Linked DNA regions of Gossypium hirsutum: region 2 is linked to region 1. The links are chromatin contacts, called in public Hi-C maps. All regions are on one chromosome and are shown on one strand. The core of a region is the stretch at or near the end of the contact, and the rest is flanking DNA. Distances in the headings are between cores, read along the strand shown.

Region 1 (3,027 bases), core at 250-2,749:
TGCTTGCAACCGCCCAGAGTTCAAGTTGAACAATGCTTCATCGGTACCAAGAGCTCTGTTAAATTCAAGGTATTAATGATAAGTTATGAATAATCACGAAATCATGTCTTCATATTAAATTGTGAAGGAACAAAAATGCCACTATTTACAAGGAGAACCATGACAATAACACATTTCGGAAATTCTGAGTCATGTTTAAAGCATATGAGTAATAACATCAATGAATATTCTAGATGTGTCCTAATAGCCATCGACTTGCAGTTTCCTTGGAATATCTTCATACAAGATCAAGGAAATCAAATATGATTCTTCTATTAGACATAAGCTTATTGCTTCCCCCGTTTTGTGAAATAAATATTCTTAAAATACATGTTCAAGGAACTTGCCCAGTAACTTCTGGAAGAACATAATCTGCCCTCCACCCAAATCGAAAATCCAGGCCGGGAACCAAGCCAAGAGTTGTCTTATTCCGAATCCGAGAAATTCCATCTCCACCAAAACAGGTGGTGAGCTTCCATTTCCAACCAATTGCATTCATCTTGAAATTGTGGCCTATGCCAACCTATTTCCAAAACATTTTACCATAACCATTGCAAAATCTAGGCAAAATCATGCATGAGAAACAAATAAATTCACCTACAGCAATAAATGTCAGATTTGGAATAGACTTGTATATTCTATCACTAATAGAAAGTTTATCTGTGTAAAGTAGAGCAGACCTGGAGATTAAGAAATTTTGTGACAGGGATCTTTTTGGAAATAAGGCGTACATCTTGTCTTATAGGCTCATATGCAAACTTCCACCTCCGTTCAGGGGATAAAGGTTTCAGCACAAGCTTAGTTTGGAAATCATTCATAGGGGCATTGAAGAACTGAACCAAAACTAAGATGCAATTACTCAACAGCTCAAAACAACAACAAACTGTACAGGATGATATACATTATCTTTTGTAAAAAAAAATACCCCTTTTCAAGTAAAAAAGCAACATTTAAAGTTGAATTGGCTAAAAGAAATTTCCTTTCATGGGCTCATACCCCTGAATTGGCACCAATATAATATGAATGGAGGGAGCAACCTAAGACTGTAAAAGTAATAAAAAAAAGGAGCAAAGAAAAATAACCTCCAAATTGACACCAACTCGAAACCCCTGAATTTCTTTTCTAAACTTGAGGAACAGCTCAGAAGGAATCAAATTTATGTTATATAGCTCATCCCACGAAGTGGGTTCTTCACCAGTAGGCGGCGGCTCCATGTTCAACCCACCAAACTGGAGAGAAGAAAATTCAGTTCCCAAGAGAAACCATACAATAAAAGTCAATGTTAACTCTCAGCAGTACTTTCGTACTGGAAAGATTTGAGTTGAAAGTATACTTACCTATAAGATAGGATTGGATTATACTAGAACCATGCTTCAATGGGAAGAGGAATCGGCAATTTTAAAGGAATAAGCTTTCTGAGTTCTTGTTAAGTGTGTGTGTGAATTTATTCGTGTTTTAAAAAGAATGACGATGGTATCCATGTCCAACTTGAGCTTGGGCCAAGGTCCACCTTATTCAAAGACGGTGTCAGTTCCTCAGGGTCCAACAGGATTTATTGATATATAGGCCCATATCTAATGACTAATGGTATTTAGTTACGTAGTTCATTCTCCTTGTTTTTAAGAGGGAAGGTCATGCCATGCATGCCGCAGATCTCTTTTCAGGAATGAAAATCAAATTTAAAACCAGTCTCGGATGAAATGTCAGGTTCTTACCAACTAAACCAACCCCATTGAATCTCAAAAAGGAATGTCGGATTCCAAACAAGTTAATCCTGTTGAATCTTAAAAAAGTATACAATATCAGAGCATTGACCACTACCCAAGTCCTGCAGGGCCTTTTATAAACATCATTGTCCACAACTAATGAGATTTTGTAGTGGTCCGTGGTGGTCTCGTTATTCTGACAAGGCCTGCGTGTCTTCACTGTTCAGTCAGTTTCTTTTCTTATTTTTTTTGTTTGCTTTTAGCCCATGTTTCGTGACACTTAACTTGGATTTGTTTCTTGAGGAGTTAACGCTTCTCGGAAGCAAGCTTCGTGCACCTATCTAGGTCCTATCTCCTCTTTGCTTCGGCTTGGGTGATGGCGACGACTAGTTTGTTGTGTCCCATGTTTATATTTTGGGTTACTGTGCGGACTTTTGCTTCGATGGGTTATCTCGTTCTGTATTGTGGTCTTGTTTCCGTTCTCTCAAGTAGTTCTTATAATGCTCATATATGTTGGCTTAGTTTGAATGAATGATTTCCGATTTTTTCCTTAAAAAATTTGTTAGCAGCAGTTGCACATTCCAGCCTTCCTGATTCCAATTGTAACTAGATGGTTGTGCAAGATTTTGACCAAAAAAAATCTAACAATTATATGAAGTTGATTATTTTGTTTACACTTTAAGGATTACAAGTCTACAAAAGGTTTATTTAAAATGAGACTTGTTTATGTGTGTCGATATACAAATCAAATAAAGCACTTGTTTATTCATAAATTTTTTTTTGTATCAGGTGTATTTTGACCACAAACAAATTGTTTTCACGTTTAATATATAATTAAGCTTTTAAGGAGAAGTCTTATTAGAATAGCGATACTAATGGAGTGTATAGGAGTAAAGTTATAATTTAATTAGGGAGTTAAATTTAAGTCATATATTGTATCATTGATTTATAGTAGGTTACGACGTATAAAAGAAATTCCCAAACTTAAAACCAATTCTTATGTTAATCTATGTTATTTTACTTTTTTTAATTGTATTTGTATCTACAGCTTAACAGACAACTGACAAGCACCTTAGCACTAACGATCTATTTATTTATCAGAAATGATTATGTTAGGTTTGAGGTCATATTATGGTATGCTTAAATTTGTGAAATTCTCTATATGCTTTTCATATTCTAATTTGGTACTTTGTTATTATAATATCATTAACTAGTTAATTTAAATAACTAATACTCTTAATTATTATGGTTAACACCCATATATATATATATATATTCCAAC
Region 2 (3,027 bases), core at 262-2,761, 200 kb after region 1:
CAACTACATTAGAAGGAAAGTTTATTAAGAAAAGGATTCTCAAAGCTCTAGGTCTGGTGTCCCAGTTCCCCCAAGCTAGAATGAATGCTAAATTTATTATAGGTTAGGTGAAACTACTACTGAAAAAGTGCAAGAAACGACCTTGCTTGACCCATGAATCCTGGGGAATTCTAAGTCAAAAACAGCAGTGACTTGGAGCAATGTTCTTTTGCCACAACCCCCTTGGTCTTGGGGCAATAAGATTCTTAAAAAATGTCGGAATTTTTTTTCTTTTCTTTTTTATGGGTTGGGAAAGTTCCAAAAAGAAAAACCAAGATATTTGTGTTGTACATCATGCTAATTGAGACTGCACAGCAGCTAGAGTGGCAGCTGGCTAATCTGGGCTGTTCCAAGTCATAATATATAACACATGCTGTAAGATTATAATATGCTCGGATTGTGCTCATCACAAAGAACATACTCAGATACTCTAAATCTTATAAACTTTGAAAGCCGAAGCTGTTCATCAGATATACATGCTGTTTACACTACAAGGTTCATTAAATTCAGATTCCAAAACATTACAGCAATTAAGACATATATAATTATTAACAATCTTATATTCAAACAGAATTCCTCTGTTTTCCATGCACTACCAAGTAACCGTAAAACTTGGGAAGAATAATCAAGCCGGAAAGAGGTGAGAAACAGCTCTCAGACGGATGAAGAGATGGAGCCTTGAGTGACTTCTTCAAATCCTGGAAAGACTCCACTTGAGTTAGACCTAAGAGGCCGGGGTGAATCCAGGCTTCGACGAAGAATCCTCCCTATGGCCGAGATAGGGTGCTCCGTTTCATCTAAAGGACTCGACGCCTTGAACTGATTGCAGAATTTGATGTGTCGGTCCAGTGCTTCCTCGGTGGAAATAAGCGTATCCGATCTCAGAGCCTCATCCTTGACGGCCTCGATGCACAGCCCACAAATCCAACGGCCTTGGTAACGTTCCCGGACACGCAGTATATATGCAAGGGTGCACTCCTCTGTGAAGCCGCAGGACTCACATTTAACGCAGTGAATTTCGATCGGAGCTGTCGCTTTGCTGGGTGGGTTTTGAGTGTCTATGCTTGAAACCGCCATTGCAGGGAACAAACATTGAATATTCCTTCGTTTTGTTGCTCTGTTCTTATTTCTATGTTTTCTAAACTATGTTTTGTTTTCTGTTTTGTGTTCTGTGCAACTCTTATATTGTGAAGGGAGAGGAACAGGTAAGTTAAAAAAAGTTATGTCATGTGGATGTGATAAAAAAAAAAAGACAAATGAAATTTAAGCAAAAGAATAAAGTGGTTGCCAATTTCCATTTGCCATGCTTGTGGCTGTCCCACAGATAAATCAGAAATTATCAAAATTACTATGAAATATATTCCAACATAAACTAAAATAATAAAAACTGATTAACTTAAATGAGATGAGGAGAAACTAAACCCATTATAGATCCAAGTATTGTGGATTTTGGCATGGTTGACGTGATTGAGACTTTGGGATTCAAATGAAAACCTGCGGCTGCTAAAATTGCTGCCACCAGACAGCCAGATGTGACCACAGCAACAATATACTTTTAAATCAAAAACCCAATCAAGATGAAACCTTTTTCCGTCTAAAATTCATAACCACGATCATAATAGTTACATTAATTGACCGTATATGAATATGTCTAGGTTCAGTGTTGAGATACTACTCTTCAATGCATTGCTCCAAATCTTATGAAACTGAGTCCAGCTTAAAAGAAAATATAGAACCACATTTGTGGTTTCTACTGTAATGGTAGTAAATGTATTCCCATACAACCCCACAATGCTGATCTAATATGAAGCTTTTAATCAATGAAACTGTCCATTACTACTTTGATGATGTTCAAAATCTGGGTTTTAATCTTTTAGTTATAAATATAACAACTATGGGTCTTTTTCTTATCTTCTTCCATTTCAGCGGACATGTGGTGCTTGATAATTGGAGGGTAGTGGAAGTCCTATACACAATTCCAACTACTCTTCTTAATAATCCAGCAGAAAATTCAAATCATAGCATTTAGAATAGTTCACAATCATCATATCTCACTATCAGAGATTTCTCTCAAACAAACATCTTTGTAGCAGCATTTTTCAGTTCCCTTTAGAAGTTGTTGGGTCTTTTTCGTGGGTTTTTCTGATGAACTCGGTACTTCAAATCGTCTTCATTTTGCCTATATCTCCTCACCTACTTGGAACTGCCACTGGCATCCAAAATTCTTGTTGCAGGTAAGCTTCCAAGGTATTATTTTTTATCTTTTAGACACTTTGTTTGTTTCTTCTAGTAGCGGGTGACTAAACTTGGGAGAAGCATTATTGAAAGGATTTTGTAGATAAAAATGGTGTATTTTGTGCTGAAACCAGGGACAGCTCGATCAAAAGATTGTACAGAAAAGGAAGAGACTTAGCTTGGGTTGGAACCAGAACAGCTAAAGGAGGAGGCTTTATTGTCTGTGACGGCCAAAGCTTATGACGTTCTTTTTCTCCAACCATGCTGCAAAGGTTTAGCTAAGTTTAATTAAGAATTCGTATGTCTACTCTTTCTTCATGCTAAAAGAGAGCGGTATCAGACTTCATTTAACGTCAGAAAAAGACAATGGTGCAAGGCAAATGAACCATGTGCAAGATTTGCTCACTCTTCTTCTATACGGACAAAGGCAAGGCCAAAACCGGTTGAAGAGGTGTGGCAGTGGCAGCTTCCTTATGAAAGGACTCCTCTTTCACACCTTCACCGGCAAGGGGAATCTTTTCTTCATTTTGTTGTTGGGACCAGATAACTACAACTGATGCCTCAGTGTTTGGTGGCATATGTTTTTTATGATAGATACGGATATTGCTATCCATTTCTTGTTCTATTTTGCGTTTGTTTTTAAACCCTTTACCTTTTTATCTGAAATATTATTTTACTTTTGCGTATTATCCAGACCAAGAGATAATTGCATTGCAACATGTTTGCTGTCATGAAAGATGAGACGAAAAACCA

Evidence for each region. A called contact is a pair of places that touch in the nucleus more often than the background predicts.
Region 2: a Hi-C map of leaf shows a contact between it and region 1, with 2.4 times the contacts expected there. The contact joins the promoter of LOC107901054 here to the promoter of LOC107901064 in region 1. A contact is called at or near these places in 2 of 34 Hi-C or Micro-C datasets (both in leaf).

Annotation. Positions count from the first base shown.
Region 1 is chrD06:14,610,467-14,613,493 of Gossypium_hirsutum_v2.1, forward strand. LOC107901064 reads right to left here and starts at 1,500. Exons shown (of 6, transcript XM_016826908.2): 1 at 1,377-1,500; 2 at 1,122-1,268; 3 at 720-872; 4 at 387-562; 5 at 1-55. The coding sequence starts at 1,253.
Region 2 is chrD06:14,810,986-14,814,012 of Gossypium_hirsutum_v2.1, forward strand. It overlaps LOC107901054, which reads right to left and starts at 1,512. Exons shown (of 1, transcript XM_016826895.2): 1 at 458-1,512. The coding sequence starts at 1,116. The coding sequence ends at 694.